Regions from separate parts of the Mus musculus genome. Here region 1 is linked to region 2. The links are chromatin contacts, called in public promoter capture Hi-C maps. All regions are on one chromosome and are shown on one strand. The core of a region is the stretch at or near the end of the contact, and the rest is flanking DNA. Distances in the headings are between cores, read along the strand shown.

The links. Promoter capture Hi-C pulls out the DNA fragments that hold promoters and counts their contacts.
Region 1: a promoter capture Hi-C map of pre-B cells shows a contact between it and region 2, with 3 times the contacts expected there. The contact joins the promoter of Pdp1 here to the promoter of Chchd7 in region 2. A contact is called at or near these places in 1 of 39 promoter capture datasets (pre-B cells), 2 of 484 Hi-C or Micro-C datasets (CD4 T cells and CD8 T cells) and 2 of 9 other capture datasets (adipose tissue and liver).

What each region holds. Positions count from the first base shown.
Region 1 is chr4:11,963,237-11,967,905 of GRCm38.p6, reverse strand. Pdp1 (pyruvate dehyrogenase phosphatase catalytic subunit 1) reads left to right here and starts at 1,456. Exons shown (of 3, transcript NM_001098230.1): 1 at 1,456-1,604; 2 at 2,258-2,292. The coding sequence starts at 2,262. 1700123M08Rik (RIKEN cDNA 1700123M08 gene) reads right to left here and starts at 1,332. Exons shown (of 5, transcript NR_040577.1): 1 at 1,223-1,332.
Region 2 is chr4:3,935,477-3,940,222 of GRCm38.p6, reverse strand. Chchd7 (coiled-coil-helix-coiled-coil-helix domain containing 7) reads right to left here and starts at 1,335. Exons shown (of 5, transcript NM_181391.4): 1 at 1,092-1,335; 2 at 697-844. It overlaps Plag1 (pleiomorphic adenoma gene 1), which reads left to right and starts at 1,818. Exons shown (of 6, transcript NM_019969.3): 1 at 1,818-2,009.

The sequences.
Region 1 (4,669 bases), core at 207-2,706, 8.0 Mb before region 2:
TTGCATCAGATATATTGGGACTGTCTCTAAGTAGAAATGGCTAATCTTGATTGTTGTTAGGAGAGGATAAATGTATCTCTTCTCCAAGAGGGGAAGGCAGGGGACTGATGGGGATCTTGGCTTGTTTGTTCTTGGTTGGGGAAAGGTACCTATATTTTCCCCCTCACCAATCATCTCTGCCCGTAAGCCTCTTCTGGGGATGAGCAAATTCTCCAGTTTAGAAATAGAGGCAGCTTGAAAGATTTGGGGAATTATGAATTGCAGGTTTGGTTATATAAGGTTTTTCCTTTATTACATAAAAATTTAAATACTTCAGGATTAATAAAATTTCACAGTAAACTTGGGAGTTCATCTATCTAGTCCAAATTACTTTGTAAACTTTATTAGTTAATAAGGTGTAGAATAAATCAACGTAAACTCATTAACACTGGGCAGAAGCATAGCTTCTCCCAAGAAAGTTTCATGTCATGAAGATGGCATCTATGTGGATGTAGGTAAGTGAAGAAGGCACTGTCCCATAAAGAGACAACCGCAGATGGCAGCAAGAACCCTTAGTGTGTTGTTTAGCACATCTTAAGCCTAACCTCACCCCACAGATAGGCAAACTGAGTCTCATGGGAGGAAGATGGATTTTTGTCACTGGGAATAACTTGAAAGGCTCTTCTGACTCCAAGTTCAGTGCTCTTCCCACTTTCACTGGCTGCATTTTAAAATTCATAACTCTGAATGAGTCAGGGACCAAGGAGGGAATGCTGATTTCAAAGTCCTTCCAAGAACAAGAGCACTCGTGTTATTCTTATCTACAAAGATAAGAATTCCTTCATCAAACTTCCTTTTGCTTTTGTTTACAGCTTCCTAGCCCGGAGACATAAAAATAATTGACTATCAATCCGACCTAATAACCCTAAAATCAGCAACTTGATCTTGAATGAATGAAGCGAGACACCGCCGAGACGCTCTGCCACGCCTCAATTGTGTTGTTCCCGCGGTCTACCTGGGGCAGCCCAGTGCAGAGGAGGCTTGGCTCTCAGGCCAGCCCAGAGCAGCACGCGGGGCCCAGCAGAAGTGCCAGGCATTCGCGAAAGCCCGCCCGCCAGGAAGCAACTGGCTACCAAAGCGCCACGCGCTCAGGGATGCTGGATCCCGCCCAGGCGCTTCCCCATCTGGGAGTCCAAACGCAACCCAACCAAGGCTGTCCACCTCGCGGCACGCGCAAACCCACCTTCACCAGCAACAGGGCGTGGTCACGGGGCGCGCGCACGCGTGGAACCAATAGGCTAGCCGCGCCAAATGGAAGGGATTGTCTGACCTCCGTGACGTCACAAAACTGGCGGGGAGCGCGCCCTCTTCCGCCCCCCGCCCCTCTGGCCCTCCGGGTCCCGCCCACCCGCCATTGCGCAGCCAATCAGAAGGCGAAGAGCTCAAGAGCGCCTGTGGGGGCGGGGCAGGGTGGAGGCCGGGCGAGGCAGGGGCGCGGAGTGGGCTGGCCTGGGCCGAGCTGCAGCGCGCCGGGGTGCTGCGTGGTGCTGAGTGAGGGAAGGACGCGCACGGAGGGGTGCGGCCGCCACCCGGGGCAGACCGCAGCGGGTGCTCGACTGTGCCCGGTTGGTATCCTCGTCCACCGCTGCCGAGTCGTGAGGGGGCGTCAGGGCGGTGAAGTGGAGGGCGCGCGTGGGGAGCGGCCGCGGGTGGAGGGCCGGGTGCGCGCGGAGCCTCGGTCGCGAGGAGCTGCCGCGGGTCCCGGGCGGCACCCGGCTGTCAGCGCGCGGGGCGCCCGCTGTGGCCCGGGCGTGTCTGCCTCGGCTCCCCGCTGACACGCTTGGCCCCGCGTGGCGGAGCCGGCTGCCCACGGCGGGCTGTGCCTGGAGCTCTGCGGAAGCGGGCGCGGCGTGGGGCCGGGCGGGCCTGAAGATGCTGAGTGCTTGTGGGCTCGGTGCGCTGGCTGCATGGAGCGGCGGCGGTGCGCCTGTCCGGGCTCCTGGAGTTGCCCGCCGGGGGCTGTGATGCCGCCTCGCCTGCCGGGTGGGTTTGTTTGGTTTCTTCTTCTCCCCTCCCCTTTCTCCCCCCTCCATTCTCTCCTCCCCTCCCAGCCCATTCACTGGGCTGCTGCGAGACCTCGCCCCTCCTCCGCTCCCGCCTCCCCGCCGCCGCCTCCTCTAATGAGCATCTCTGCTTTGCTTTCAATGGGCCGCTGCTGCTGTCGCTGCTGCTGTCCGCGCGGGTTGTGGATGTTGTCGGCTCCGTGTTGTGATGACAGGAGAATGTGTGTGTGTCCCGGGCCCAGACGAATTGGTAGGTATTCACATAACTACCTGTGTTGGGTACCCAGGGAAGGATGGTGACTGATTTTGTGTATGAATGGATGGCTCTAGGGGTCCTCATGGAATTAAAGGGTGAGATAAGGAAAAGGAGACAAAGGCGCTCTGGACCAGATTTTATTTTTATTTTTATTTTTTGATAGCTTAAGTGTGATATTCTGGGACACACGAAACTGACCAAACAAGTGCTGGTTTGGTTCTTTGTGTTTTAAGGATAATGGCTTTTCTTCATTCTTGTAGACACTGAACTTGAGCTGTGAAATGGCTAGGCGTTTCCAGAAAATGCTGAAAAATTACAAATCTTAATGCAGGGCGTTTAATGCAATCAGATTACATAAACGGAGGTTCTGATACGTGTAATGAAAAGTGTAGTATTTATTTTCATTTGCGTTAGAATCTTTGCAAGACCGAGAAGCTCCAGAGTAGGCGCACCAGTAGCATTTTTCTAATCGATTTGGTCCATGGGTTTATTGATTAAGTGGAATAAAATCTTGACACAGGCTTTGCCCAGCACACCACAAAGAATGGATGGGGCTCTTTCTGTTTCTGGTTCCGGCGCGCGCACCTTTTTATTACTCATTGGCAACATCAGCCAAATCTGCCCAAGACTGATACGTACAATGTTGCCAAGTGTGGGCCATGATGGTGTATGAACTTTAAAAAATAAATAAATAAAAAGAAAGTGAGATTGCTCAAGTTAACCAACAGCTACTTTGAAATTCTTATTGCCTAATCAGGAGGCTTCTATTTTGTTAATTTAGCAAGTTTATCAGCACAGAGTGTTGTTTTTTTTTTTGTTGAATTACAGGGTGTTTAGAAGGATATTAAGAATTTTCATCTTCCTTATACATCATGTCAGAAGCATTTAATAGTGTATTGACTTGTAGCTGTCTCTGGTCGGATGGAAATACTATATAATTGGTACTGACCTGGTAGAATGCTTATTAGTTATAGAGCAGGTTTCCATGAACTCAGCTTCCCTAAGAATATGCCTTTTGAAAGCATGTTAAGAGATGAAGAATTGGAATGCAATCATATGCTAAGCTCTGAATAACTGAAAAGAAAATAATTGAAAAAACTCATGCGTACTCTGTTATTTTGACGTTTAATCTCAAATACTTTTGCTGTGAAGAAAAAAGATGTAGTGTTTGAATTTAAATATTCAGAGCACCTGCTGCATGAAGCTCTTTGTCACCAGATTTCACTCATTTTTAATCGACTTTAAAAGCAGAAAATCTATCAAAACACGGGAACTTAAGGAAAGGGAAAGGGTCCTAGGCTTCTTATGCCTTGAGTAGATGTTTTTAAATGGTTGGACCTTTGCCATCACCCCCACTCTCACATTGTTTTTAAAGTAATACAAACTTACAGATGTCTGAAAAAAATGTACTTCCATTAAAATTGCACTTACATTTTAGTTTCTAATGATAACATTTGCAGCATAAAAACAGCTTTTTGTGCATACATGCATGAAAAAGGTATGGGTTTATACCCACAAGCTAGTGTGATTGGCATATTTGTACACATCTCCTGGCTCAGACATGTACCCTTAACCTTTGGATGACATTCAGGTATTCAGTTTGAACTGTTATTTAGGTGGTTAGTCCTGGTAAATTTTTTGTTGTTAGAATTTTTTTTTCATTTCAGAAGCCTTATTTATAGACTCTAATTCCAAAATTTCTAGTTCTTGCTATTTTGTACTTTTGTCTTTAGAAACAAATCTCTTCTTGGGTAGTCTAATACTTTACTACATACGAAAGACATTCTGTCCAACTTGTATATTTGGTGCTCTCTACAAAAGCAGACACAAATCTGTCAATTTCCAGTGTTTGATTTTTTCTCTTCCCTCATTTTTTCTTTTTACTTCCTGAATGGCCTACCAAAAAGTACGAGAAAATTGTTTAATATAAAACTAACACTGAGATACTTAAAATTCTATCCTTAGTAGATTCTGCTTTTGAAAAAAAAATAGTTGATAAGAAGATTTGTTTCATTTTCCTTTTTTGTTTATTTAAAACAGTTCTAAAGTGTTTCTTGTAATTTAAATGAATGCATGAGACAATATCTTAGGAATTCAGAGAAAATGTGTTACTGAAGATTCTTTTTTTCTTGTATACATTATTTGCAATAGAGATACATGCTCATCTAAATTTTCTAGATAAATGCCTATTGTAAAATACTGTTTTAAGGATACTTATAATGCTATTCTGTTATAATCTAGACCTCACGCTTAATTTATGGTTCTTTGTTGTTTTCCTATAACAAGTAGGTATCTATTTTTAACCAAAAGAGAAAACATTTCCCAAGGAATGAATAGAGATCTCTAGTAGATAAAATAATATTTCGGTAGC
Region 2 (4,746 bases), core at 86-2,585:
CAAATAATCATTTATGCCATGAACTTCATTGAAAATACCCAGCCAGTAGAAGCGTCTTGACAGGAAGGGCACTCAGTACAAAGTCCAACTATCTCTAGAAGCCTTTCCTCTTCGGAAGATAGTTTACAAGACTGCCTCTTCCTGAGAGAATACCAGAACTAAGAAAATCTACAGTCTTCTCTTCATGTCTCCCACAGAGCTCCGCTTGATCGTTCATGCATATAATAATCTCGACAATCTGATACGAACACAATTCACACTGCGTCCTGATCATGAGATTCTGTTGTTTCATTATCATCAGCCAGAAATTCTTTTAAAAAGTATCCACACAAAACAGGCATCAAATTTGCTGCTTCAGGCTATTCCCGTTTTACTGCTTTTTATTCTGGATACTAAATGCACTATAAACATGGTTTTCCTAATGTCACCTCCTTCGTATGAATTCCTGTGTTAACAGAAAAGGAAGAGGAAATGTCAATTTACATGGAGGAGTGTGGCTGAAGGACAAGATGGAGTGCCCTGCTAAAGAGGCCTTATCTGTTTACTTTTTGAAGGTGCAGGAGTGAACAACTGTTACAACACTGTACTACTTCCAAGATGACATTCAGAAAGAAAACCAGCCTGAGGGAAGACTGCAAACCTACAGCACATCTGAGAAATAGTGCTAAAATCTACTCTAAAGGGCAAACTGCTTACCAAAAAAGTTCCTGATTTCCCACTCTTCGCAGCTTTGATCCGCAGTGGGGGAAGGGCACGTTACTGAACAAGTCCAGGCCCCCCAGGCTTCTCAGAGTCTGGTCTGTGAGTGTTAAATCCGGAAACAGAAATACAGCACACCATAAACCTGGGTACAGAGTACCAGGGACAAAATGTCAAAGTACACATCACAGGGATCTGAGAGGTCGGAGACGAATCTCCAAGAATGTAACTCCCGGACCGCACCGCCTTCCGAGGTGCCGCGCCGCAGAATCGGACGGTGGAGGGCGGGCACAGGTAAACACCACAAAAGGGGCTGGGAAGGAAGGGGGCGGCGTAGAGCGGGGACCTGGGGAGGGCAAGGAGGGGAGTGACACAATCCGGGGTGCCCAGACCTGCATGGGGTCACCTTCCGCTGCCCCGGCCGGACGAATCGCGTGGCGTGAGTAGCGGCAGGAGCATGCCGCGCCGCGGAGGGTTTGGCGCCACGAACTAGGGTCTGCCCTCGGCGCAGTGCTGTCCCGGGCCTGCTGTCCAGGGAGGGAGGGGCCGGAGACCACTCACCACAGGCCACCACTCAGCCAGCACCCGGGCCGGCTGCAGTTCCAAACACGTCAGTGGCTCACGCAGCAGGACCTTAAGTAGCGCGCACCCCAACGTGCTGCCCCCGCGCCCCCCGTTCCAGCTTGTCCAATCCACGCACGCCGCTGCCAGATTGACAGGCGCGCGGAACTCTGTGAGGTTGGGGCGGGCTCAGTTCGCTCCGCCCCCGGGCAGCGGGAGGAGGGCTCAAGCAGGAGGAGCGGGTGGGACGGCGTGAGACCCCGCCTTCTCCCCGCCCCACCGCGCCCCCCGCCCTTCAGCATCGCTCTTACCACTTCGGCCTGATGGGCAGCCACGTCAACCAATGAGCTCATCTGGACCCGGCGGCGGCCGCTCGGACTGGCCAGGCCCTGGGCGGAGCGTGAGGAGGGCGGGCACCTCGGCGGGCGGGGGCCAGGGCGGGCCGGCGGGCGGGCGCGGGGCGGGGGCGGGGGCGGCGGCCGAGCGGGCGGGGGGGGGGGTGGGGGGGGGTAGGAGGCGGCGGTGGGCGCGACGTCGGCGGCTGCGGCGGCGGCGGCGGCGGCGGCGGCAGCTGCAAGTTGAGCTGCAGGGGCAGCGCATACACTACAATGGCTGCTGGAAAGAGGCGTAAGGAAACAATTTCCAGGCCCGCCGCGTCCAGCCCGAAATATGAGAAAAAAATTATTAGAAATTCCGCGGGCGGTGTAAAGGCGGCGGACGGGCCGGAGGGAGGATGTTAAAGCTCCGCGGTGAGTTCTCCGGGGGTCCGGGGCGGCGGGGAGGCGTTTAGCGGGAGGAATATCAGGGTTATTTAAATTATGGGACTAGCCGAGGGGGCAGAGGAGCCGCGGCGGCGGCAGGAGGAGGAAAAGTTTGTGCTACTCCCAGCCCCTGCTCAGGACCCCAGAGAGAAAAATAATAATAAAAAATCAAATAAAATCGTGCGGCGGGGCTGCAAGGACTCCCGAGGTCGCTGCTGACAGGGCAGGGGGCGACGCGACTGGGGACCCGAAGGTGAGGTCGGTGGGAAAAAAAAAACCCTTTTATTCAGGGTCTGGAAAGTTTGAAAAGTTTTCCTCCTCCTCCTCCTCCTCCTCTCTGGTGCTGTGAATATTGTGACAGCGGCAGCGGCAGCAGAGAGAGCGGAAGACATTAGAGACCCGAAAAATAAGGGAAAAATTAATATAAATTCGGTTTTGAGAGGAAACTCTCCGCGTTTTCCACCAAAACATCCCGGGGGAAGGTCGCTTCCCAGAGGGCCTGGCGGAGACCCGCGGTCGGCAATATTTGGGGGGTACTGGGAGTGACTTGGGGTAACTTTGCCCCCTTTTCCGAAGAGGTTTTTCTTTTCTGGAGAAATGCATTTGTTTTTGCCCTCCTGCCCAGGTGGGAGAGCCGAGTCGGGGTGCGGGGTCCGCGGGGCGCCGGACCCAGCCGGGTGGCGACGGGGGCGTAGGGGGAGGGGGTGCTAAATGAAAGCAGGAGATCGGGACGGAGCAGGGACAGCTTGTTGTCAGTATCATAAACAACCAAAATGGAGGGAGAACTCAGGCATATAACCAAATAAAAATTGTTAAAAAATCGCAAAAAATCCCTAAAAATCCGGGATGCGCCCCCCTTTCTCGCCAAAGGTAAAAGTGTGAACCGCCTTTCCCCTGAAGTCCATTTGGACTTTGCAGGGACCAAGGAGTTAATATTTATTTATTTTTTAAAACTTTCGAAGGGCAAAAGCCTTTTATAACTCCACCGACAATGAGAAAACGTGAAAATCCAATGCAAGAGAAGCAGGGGGAGGGAGGGGGAGGTGGTAGTGCAGAAACTACTAAACTTATTGGTAATGTGGACTGATCTGAGATAAGATAAACACTATATTTGCTATTTTATAACTCCCTTTTAATGATCTGTGAGGAGGTTGCTTTTTGGGGTAGGAAAAAAAGTGATGCCATTTTCTTAATAGAGTTAATATGTGTGATTGGAAGAATAAACCTTTCCGGCTTTAGATTGCATTTTCGTCGCATTTATGCCTCGGGTTTTGTTAGTGGCTCCCTCCTTTCTTTAAGCTGGGCTCTCCAGAGGAGGGGTGGAAAGGTGCTGTTGCCCAGAGAGACTGGAGGGCAAGACTGGCGAACCTTCTGGGGAGGGGTGGGGAGTTGTTTGGTTTCTCCCTTCCTGGCTCGTTTGCTTCACCTGTTCGCCCTCACTAAGGAATGTTGGACTGAAGTTTTCTGGTTTTATGTATATAAAAGGATGGTGCCTCTTGCATCACATTGATGTTAGTGGGAAAGTGCTGCTGATGTTGGTTCCACGTGGGATCTGGGACAGAGCAGGGCATTTTAAAGGGACAGCTTCTCTTTTCTTAGGGTTTTCATCACCTATGCAGACTTACAGAGGACCAAAGTCAGAGGTGCTGGAAGTGTGTGGTGATGGAAGAGCCTTCTCTTTCCATTACTCAAGTGCACCCCCCGTTTAGGAGTGATGGAGGGAGAGGAGGGATAAACAAGCCCAGCAGAAGATGGATGTGTGTGTGGCTTAGTTTTCATCCACGCTGTTCTTTTATGTAACAAGCCCTCCCAGAAACTTTTCATGTTACATTGCTTTGCTCTGGAAGCTGATTTTGGAAAGAATTGTGGAAAAATGGAAAAAGTTGAAGGTGTGTGGTGTAATGGTATAGCATTATTGAACACTTATGAATTCTGTGCAGTGAGATCAAAGAGCCATGTATGCCCATAATGGGGGTTTACAGCCATTTTGTAAAATACCTAATGCTCAGTTTGGCTTCAGGTACACTGAGGACTTCTGGTTGAAACTTACAGGCAAAGTGGTGGAGACTCCTTAACATTGTAAACAGTAGACATTTCTGGGGAGGCGGGAGTGGCTCTCATGAAGACCATGGAAAAGTTTATATATATATTTCAAAATTATATATAGTCCATCCTATGCATATGTTATAACTTTGCACTTTGAAAATGAAAATGCTTGGATATCCTGAAACCTATGGATTTGTATCTTTTCCGCTGAAATGATTTGTGTTTACCAGGAAATGTTTGCTAATCGTTAGCTCCTATCTGCTCTTGTGTCTGCTCTTGTGTCTTAGATGTCCGCAGTATTTTCAAAAGGTAAAATGTGTACATTGTTAACTGTACAGTATTTAAGATTACAACTAATCTGGGATGGAAACTACTTATATTCAGTTTCCACAGCCATATAGAGTTTGGGAAATAAATCTCTATTTTGCTTTGTTTTTACAATTTATAGAAATGGACCAAAGTAAGAACTGAGTTTTTAGACTTCTTAGGTAGTGTTCTCTTTTGCCATACTGCATAAAAATTATTTTGTGACAATCCATTGTGTGTTAGTTCCTGTTTCTAACTGACTTTTCTCAGCACTTTCTGTCCATACCTACATGAAAACAGTATCAGTGACCTGTGAGCACATCATCTTGTGGTTTCCCACTTTGGGAACAACTACAGCTTTCTAAGAAGTCAC